Regions from separate parts of the Mus musculus genome. Here region 1 is linked to region 2. Evidence: chromatin contacts called from public promoter capture Hi-C data. All regions are on one chromosome and are shown on one strand. The core of a region is the stretch at or near the end of the contact, and the rest is flanking DNA. Distances in the headings are between cores, read along the strand shown.

The links. Promoter capture Hi-C pulls out the DNA fragments that hold promoters and counts their contacts.
Region 1: a promoter capture Hi-C map of liver shows a contact between it and region 2, with 4 times the contacts expected there. A contact is called at or near these places in 3 of 39 promoter capture datasets (cranial neural crest and liver).

What each region holds. Positions count from the first base shown.
Region 1 is chr19:6,986,176-6,990,434 of GRCm38.p6, forward strand. It overlaps Vegfb (vascular endothelial growth factor B), which reads right to left and starts at 1,476. Exons shown (of 7, transcript NM_001185164.1): 1 at 1,177-1,476; 2 at 599-641; 3 at 115-311. The coding sequence starts at 1,236. Dnajc4 (DnaJ heat shock protein family (Hsp40) member C4) reads right to left here. Exons shown (of 7, transcript NM_001357001.1): 4 at 3,506-3,690; 5 at 3,248-3,412; 6 at 2,014-2,100; 7 at 1,736-1,933. The coding sequence ends at 1,822.
Region 2 is chr19:4,708,517-4,713,104 of GRCm38.p6, forward strand. Sptbn2 (spectrin beta, non-erythrocytic 2) reads left to right here and starts at 2,692. Exons shown (of 37, transcript NM_021287.2): 1 at 2,692-3,128.

The DNA.
Region 1 (4,259 bases), core at 226-2,725, 2.3 Mb after region 2:
GGCTAGAGAAAGAATGACCAGAAATTCCCACCTCCAGCACGCCCCTCCCTGGGTTGGCCCAGCCCATAGGACATCACTGTCCCATCAACACACCTGACCCATAGGCCCTGGTACCTGCATTCGGACTTGGTGTTGCCCAGTGGGCACACATTCCAGGCCATCGTCAGGGCAGCAGCCACCACAGCGCTGCACAGTCACACAGCTGGGCACTAGTTGTTTGACCACATTGCCCATGAGTTCCATGCTCAGAGGCACCACCACCTCCCTGGGCTGGCATGTGGCACGTGCATAAACGTCTATCCATGGCACCACTGTGGGCAGACCCAGATGGATTAAGTTCTTATCAGGTCTCCTGAAGCTCCTCTGAGCATGTAGCCTCTCTGATACCCTATCACCACCACCCCAACCATCTTTTAAACCTGTCTTTCTCTGCCTTGTTTCTCAAGAAATGATTAAGCCCTCTGCCTCAGTTTCTTCCTCTATGGAATGGTATCGCCCAAAGGAGTTGGGATCACGCAAGATAAGGGATATGAAATCAGAGCAAGTGCTAACCCCTCTTAGTACTGGCTGGTGGCAAGTTATTGTTAACTATTATTACCTTTCTTCTGGTGGCTGGGGCCATCAAACTGGGACACAGGGGCCTGTGGGAAAGAAGATACCTGGGCCCAAGATGCACTCTAAAAGGGCTGGCCCTGTGGCTATGTAAGGGCTCCGTCCTTGAGTCAGGCTTCTGCGCCTTTCTGACACCTTTCCAGATTTATTCTGTTCCCAAGACCTTGGTTCTAATTTTTCTTGTATACTCAGACATCTGGTACTTTCCCTGGCCCAAGACCCACCAGGCATACTCTGGGAATGGTACTAAAGCCCAAGCCTTAGCGCTGGGCTTGTTTTAGGTCAGGAGCCAGGATAGTGGGAGACAAACGAGGTTCGGAGGGCACGGAGGCAGCTCCGCCCTACAACCGCCCAGGGGATGGGGTGAGGTGGGGGAGTGGCCCCAGGGGCATGGGCTAGGACTAGCGGGCCTTCGCCAAGGGGCACCTCTTAAGGGATATTCCCGGTTTGAACTGAGGATCCCCTCGACAGAGGTAGCAGGCGCCTCCCCACTTCCGCCAACCTTGAGAGGGCACCGCGGGCGGGCGGGCGAGCTAGCGAGCGGGATGTCGCGGACGCACGTACCTGGGTGCGAGCCAGCTGCAGCAGTGCAACAAGCAGCAGGCGACGGAGCAGGGGGCTCATGGTGCCCGCGGGGGGCGAGCGCCGGGAGCGCCCGCATGGCCCTAGCCCGGCGGCGTGGGGGGCGGCGGCAGCCAGAGCCCCATGGCGCGGGCCCGGGGACCCGGGGCGGGGCGCAGGGGGCGGCTCCTCCGCGGCCCCCTCCCGAGCCCTGGGCGCAGGCAGCGCAACGCAGCGCCGCAGCGACGGCCTGAGGAACAAGACAGGCAGGCGGCCTGTAGTGGCGGCGGTGGTGGCCGGGACGGCGGGCAACGGGGACGGCGGGGGGTGGCAGGGGGCCTGGCCGGGGCTGGCGGGCAAGAGGCTCATGTGACCTAAACACGCGCTCCCCACCGGGCCGCGGGCGGAGGCGGGGCGGGGGCGGAGCCGGTCCCCTCCAAACGCCCCCTCCCGCCGCTGCAGGGGAAAGGGGACACACCGCCCTGGAGGCCGAGCTCCGGGGGTCGCTGCCTCACGAGGGGAGGGGTGAGGAGATGCGTGACCTGAAGGACCGAATCGGACAGGCGTCTGAAAATGAGTTTATTGCACGTGTAGTTCTGGACAGGCAGCAGGGAGAGGACCAATGAAGGTCCCATTTAGTTAAGCCTCTCAGGGGCTTGTGTCCTGGGGCATGATCCTGGAGCTTTCTGGAGGCAGGGAGGGTTCTGCCCGAGGCTGCTGCCTCTGCTGGCGCTCCTGCTGAATCCTGGCTCTGTTGGCCCTGGAAAGAAAAACAGGATCAGGACAGACATCCTGGAGGGTGGTGCTGAAGCAGGAAGCAAAGTCAGAGCAGTGACAGACCTGGCCCTGGCCCGAGTGTCATTGTAGATGGCTGTAATGATCCGGTCCTTTTCATCCATGAAGCTGCGATGCACCTGCTCCAGCTTCCTGTGAAGGAATTGCAGTTAACTCCGAGTCTCCGAACTCTGGTGTCCCTCAAACCCTGGTCCTTGACCAGGTTCTAGCATCTCTCACACAACTTTACATCTCTCTCTATAACAGACACCAAGTGGCCCAAGTCCCAGAACTAGGTGGCACCCTAAGTCACTGGCTGTCCTGTGAAGAAGGTTGGTGAAACAGCTCTGAAATCAGGTTGCCTCTCCCAGAAGACTAGAAAGGGGGCATATTTAGGTAATCTCCATTGCTAGATACTACGGACAATGGGCTCCATCCTTTGGGTTTCTATGCCACAGAAAACTGGTATGACAGCATGCATTCGAGTGTATGGTGAGGTCCTGGCAGCTACCATGGACTGTCACTGTTATACGGCACTTGTCCTTCCTCGCTCTTTCTTTCTTTTCTTTTATTTTTTTTTATGGTTTTTTGAGACAGGTTTTCTCTGTATAGCCTTGGCTGTCCTGGAACTCACTTTGTAGACCAGGCTGGCCTCGAACTCAGAAATCCACCTGCCTTTGCCCCCCAAGTGCTGGGATTAAAGGCGTGCACCACCACTGCCTGGCCCTCTTTCTTTCTATATTGAGACACAGTTTAATGTAGCCTAGGCTAGCCTCAAACTCCATATGTAACCAAAGATGACCCTGAACTTAAAAAATTTGCAAAAAAAAAAAAAAAAAAAATTGCTTGGTGGTGATGGTGCACTGACTTCGAGGCCAGCCTGGTCTACACAGGGAGTTCCAGGTCAGCCAGTTCTACACAAAGAAACCCTGTCTCAGAGAAACAAAACAAAACAAATCAAAACAAAACAAAAAGGAAAAACCGCCCTCATTTACGCAGTGCTAGGAGAGAACCCCTGGGTTTTGACCGTGTGTGGTTTTTTGAGTATGGTTTCAGGTGGCTCCAGCTCACCAACAAGCAGCATCAAAGATTAACATTCAAGCTATGAGAAACAGAAAACGACTCTAGCCCTGTGTGCAGATCTGCCTTTACTCAGAAAGGCAGGGCTCCAATTCTTGATTTCACAAAGTTCTTAGCTTGAGAGAGACAAAGTATGCAGGTCATAGGCTGCAGTGGCTGGCTGGCCTCAGCACGCTTGACCCACCCTCTACCCAGTATCCCAGGAAGCATGGGGAGGCACCTGAAGGCAACATAGTGCAGGCCCATGCCTGCCACCATGAGCAGGAGGCAGTACCCCAGGACCCGCTGGTTGTGTTTACGCTGCTGCTTCCTTGACTCCGGCCCCTGCGGCCTCACACTGTGGAACTGGGCCCAGTATTGAGCGTTGGGGGGTTCCCAGGAGCTGCTGAAGAGCAAAAGAAGGACAATGGAAAGCCGGGGCTCTCTCCCGGAAAGACTTGAGGGTAAGAGCAGCAGTGTCAGGACTGCTGTACTATACCTGTGTGTCTGTTGCGTATACTTAGGCTCGGCTGTGCTCCCTGAAGACTTTGGAGGACTGGCTGAATGCAGCTGGTGGTCATAGTTACGACGACTTTCCTCACGACTGAGCACTCGATATGCCTCATTCAGCTCCACAAAGCGGCTATGCAGGGCTGGGTTCCCAGGGTCTCGATCAGGGTGTAGCTGGGGTGAGGCAGGGGACCCCTTAGCTCATTTTCCTAGGACCTCTCCTGATGATGTCCACCCATGAAGACTGACATCACTCCCACGGACCTTACCTGGATACTGACCGCTCATGGGATTGCTGACCCCTCCCTCCCAAAGGCCAGAGTCAGAAAGTACAGCCTCCTAACCCCTCTCAGTCAAGAAAACCAACCACAGTTGTAACTCCCATTCTAGAGAGGTGGAGACAGGAGGACCACTGAAAGTTTGAGACCAGTCTGGGCTACAATGTGAGATCTTGTCTCAAAAACAACCGGGCGTGGTGGCACATGCCTTTAATCAGGATGCAGAGGCAGGCGGATTTCTGAGTTCGAGGCCAGCCTGGTCTACAAAGTGAGTTCCAGGATAGCCAGGGCTATACAGAGAAACCCTGTCTCGAAACACCCCCCCCAAAAAAAAATCCAAAAAAACAAAAACAACAACAAAAAAAAAATCCAACATAACCAGAAAGACACCCCCACTCCCACCCCAGGGCTGGAGAGATGGCTCAGCGGTTAAGAGCACTGACTGTTCTTCCATAGGTTTTGAGT
Region 2 (4,588 bases), core at 1,442-3,941:
GAACTCACTTTGTAGACCAGGCCTGCCTCAAACTCAGAAATCCGCCTGCCTCTGCCTCCCGAGTGCTGGGATCAAAGGCGTGCGCCACCACGTCCCTGCATTGCCTGCCTTTTAAGCTCGCCTTAAATGTGTTTATGAGCTCACCAGGAGTGAGGGCCATGAGGGTGGGGGTGGGGGGATGAGATTTAGAACAGGGGCCAGAAGAATCATGAGAGGGAAGAATAGAGCTGAAGAGTAATACAGAACTGAAAATCCAGCTTTAACTCGAGGCATGACAGTCTAGCCAAGACCTTCCCCTGAGCTGTGGCTAGCCTAAGCAGGAACCTTGAATCCTTTGAGCAGCTCAGCACGCTAGGGGGATATCATTCCATTCACTTTGGCAACTCACAGGAAAAGGAAGCAGAGGTTCTCTTTGTCATTGACTGTACTGATTCACTACAGAGAAAAAGAACAAGTTTCCAAAGCAACCCAGTCGCAGAGCTGAGACAAGTGATCTCAGCATTCTGTTTACTGAGCATGCTTCCTTTCCAAATTGGGAAACAGTACAGTAAAGTCGGAGTCTGGTAAAACAATGGCTGCCGTGGACTGAGTGCTCGCTGTGGGCGGGGTGCTGTTCTGGTGCCGTGGACTGAGTGCTCGCTGTGGGCGGGGTGCTGTTCTGGTGCCGTGGACTGAGTGCTCGCTGTGGGCGGAGTGCTGTTCTGGTGCCGTGGACTGAGTGCTCACTGTGGGCAGGGTGCTGTTCTGGTGCCGTGGACTGAGTGCTCGCTGTGGGCGGGGTGCTGCTCTGGTGCTTTACCTGCAGTCATTCACCTGACCCTCACTTCGCATAGGCGAGGAAGCTCCATCACAAAGGAGCTAAGTACAGGTTTTTTTTAAAGATTTATTTATTATTTATTATATGTAAGTACACTGTAGCTGTCTTCAGACACTCCAGAAGAGGGCGTCAGATCTCATTATGGATGGTTGTGAGCCACCATGTGGTTGCTGGGATTTGAACTCCGGACCTTTGGAAAAGCAGTCGGGTGCTCTTACCTGGTGGTTGCTGGGATTTGAACTCCGGACCTTTGGAAAAGCAGTCGGGTGCTCTTACCTGCTGAGCCATCTCACCAGCCCCCCTAAGTACAGATTTAAGGACATGCTACAAAACCAGGTTTGTTGGTTTGTTTGGAGACAAGTCTCACTTTGTAGTCCAGGCTGATCCTCTAACCTTCAAGCTTCAGCCTACTGGGTGCTTGGCTTAATTGTGTGAACCAGCACTCACAGTTCCCAAGTAGATATTAACCTCAGGGCATCCAACTCCAAGGCCAATGCTGCCCCTGGTACTAGGGATTGAACTCAAGGCCTTGTGCAAGGCCACTGATCGACCACTGGGCTACCCCAGACCCCAAATCTATACTTTTAATTCTTCTGCCCTACTCTTTCTCTGAACAGACTAAGAATCACAAGATAAGGAGTCTCTGCCGTAAGTTAACTTGGTTAATTTGGACTTCCACTTAGGTGTCTGAATATCATTTTGATTATTAATAAGAGTGAAAATTAGAATGCTTTTAAGGTTTTTCAAAAGATTGTGCAATACTGGAATGAAGAATTAATTTAAAAACACTATTCTTTTGGTCAATCACAAGACCTAATATCACCCTTGCCTACTCTAACCACAACCTAACAGGCTGTCTCTGAGACCCTCAGTTCCCAGAATCCTGAGCCACAGAAACGAAAGGTTTGCAGTTTGCCTGATGCTGAGCTGATTCCCATCTCATCATCAGTTTTAATGTCTCCTGGCCATGTTTCCATGACGACTATCATGTACAGCTTGGCCTAGTCCTGAACATCCTGACTACTCCGGCTCTGGGGTCAGGAGAAGCTCATGTTTACACTGCTGGATGGAGTGAGGTAGTTTTTTTGTTTTGTTTGTAATTACAAATTCTTGGCTGGCCTGGAATTCCCATGTAGAGCAGGCTGGCTTTGAACTCAGGATTTGCCTGTCTCTGCCTCTTTCTGAACTCTGGGATTAAAGGCGTAGCACATTCTACATAAGTGACTTTTTAAAAATCATAAACACCCTGAAATACAGTTTACAGAAGGCTAAATTCCCGTTTAATGATAGAATCTCAGATCTGATTAGCAGTTTAACAAAACTCCCCAGTCCCTCCCCAACCCACTTTATACACGAGGAAAACCAGGGCCAGATGGATAAAACAATGCAACTGTTTGGTGGTGGTAGCAAGGTTTTGTTTTACTTTACAGATTTTTTAAAACTACATTGAACACAGTGATCTTACTCTGTGAAAATCATACCTGAAAAGTAGTGTGATTACATGTAGCTGTTTTAGATATGCATACCTTCCCAGAAAGAAGCAAAATGGTAAAATTTAGTTAACGATAAAGCTATTTTAATACCCTAAGCTCAATAATTCACTGAAAGAACATTCTTTTTGTGGTCCTTTCTTGTCCATCTCAGGCATTCCTAGTGTATGAAAGGGCCTAGCTCTTCTCAGGAGTATAGAACCCAAAGGCTTGCTACAAAAATCCATCTTTTTTTTTTTTTTTTTTTTTTTTTCTCCCTTCTGGTACCTCCCTGAGCTTAGTTAGCTCTCCAATCTGGAGGAACAGTACTTTCAGAGCTGGAGTGGGGGTGGGAGTGTCACATGACATAACGCACTTTTAGCACCCACTGCTAGCACCCACTCTGTGCATTTGCTCTGATTTGGGCATATTTCCTTCCTCTCCTAGGCAGATAGCAGCTCACCTTGGTTAATGCCATTAAACCGTAGACCACTCAGCTGCTAATAAACCAGGAAGAAACCCGGCCGTGCTAGGACTAGAAATGTCCATCCCTGCCCCCAACCCCCTTAAGACAGTGACTAGGCCGGAATTCTCCTGGTTGATAAATGAGAGGAGCTGAGGAGCCGCTGTGATGACGGTTCCGAGAATCTGATTTGTGAGAAGGCGAATCTCCAGGAGCACCATGGAGATGCTTTTGGAAAGCGGGCCAGCCTACCTGCCAGAAGGAGGACGAGAGAAAGGGGGCAAGGCAGAGAGAAACGCTTAAGCGAGATGGCCTGGAGGTGCCCCAAAAGGGACCTTTGAAAAGGAAACGGAGGCCGCATCTCGGGGAAACCTCGGAGGTAAGTGACATTTAAAGGGGTTGCGCATCCAGGCAAAGGCGCGACAGAGACAAAGGTGGAATTCCAAACTGGGAAGAATAAGCCTGGTTAACTGTGGGTGGTACCCAGACGCCCAAGGGTGTCGCGGGGCTGGCGAGGACCGGAAGGTGGGGGTCAATCGGGGCATCCACGCGGAAGACAGTGGGGGGTCGGGAACTGGCGAAGGAGCGAACGTCCTGCGTTTGCCCCGGGGAAGGTCAGAGACCCCCTACCGGAGAACTACTGCAGGAACCTAGAGGGGCCGCGGTTGCCATGACGCCGGGTGGGGAGGGGGATGACTCGCGCCCCGCCCCAAGCCCCGCGGGGCCGCGAGCTCCAGATGGTCCCGGGCCTCCCGCGGGAGCCGACGGCCTGCGGCAGGGGGAGGCTATTGTCCTCCTTCCGCGGCGCCGCAGTCCCGCCGCTCGCGCCCGCGCGCAGCCGCCACGCGCCCCGCGGCCGCCGGCCCCGCGCGCCCCCCGCGCCGCTCGCGCCCTGTGACAGCGCCCTCCTGCCGTGCGCCCTGGGCCGCCCCGCCACCGCCGCCAGTAACCTCCCGCAACCACCCCTCGCGACCGGGCTGTGGGCGCGGCGACAAGTGTGCCCCCACTAGCCGCGCTCCCCGTGCCCGGCAGGCGCTCCGCACCCAGGTAGGTGCAGCCGGCGCCCCGGCCCGCTTTGTCCCGGCCGGCAAGGAGGCGCGCTTTGTGCGGCCGCGTGCAGGCGGCGGGGTCGGTCCTGGGGAGCTCAGGAGGGAGGATGCGACGCCGAGTTCCCGGGTCCTGTGCGGGACACCCAGGTATCGCTGTGAAGATTCTGGGGGCCGAGGCTTGGGGCACGCGGACCTCTATGGAGCGCAGAGAAGAGTCTGGAAGAGTTGGGCTGACAGACGCGCTGATGGATCGGGGTCGCCTGGGCTCGGAGCGCTTCTGGCAGCGCATGTTTTTAGCGGTGCGTCGGTTCCTGCGGCGGACCGGCCAGTGCTGGTAGTGGGACTGGGGACGCACTAGGTCTGCCTGGGGCCTGTGAATACCCAGCTTCATCTAGCTCCGCAGCTTGTTGGCTATGGTGCTGCGTGGGCTTTTCCTCCCCACTGTGGTAGCTATAGCTCCATGCTTCCTTTTAGGGCTCTCATTGATAAGAGAAGTGGACACGGTTGGTGGAAATGGCTGTAGCTGCTTGAGAGGATAAAACCTCTTCGGGCAGTGAGGAAGTGTTGTGTAAGGTGTTTCTGGAGCCCCTGTACATTTACAGGCCTGTGGATTCTGCCTGTCACACAACTACCCAGCAAGGCTGCCTGACTGGGGTTCCAATTCTAGCTCCACATTCCATAAACACCATCTACTTTGGCTCCAGCCTCCTGCACCCCAGGAGCCCATGCATGACACTGCATGCTTGTCTGAGATGCAGGTTTGATTTCTCCGTGGGCTGTTTCTCAGCTG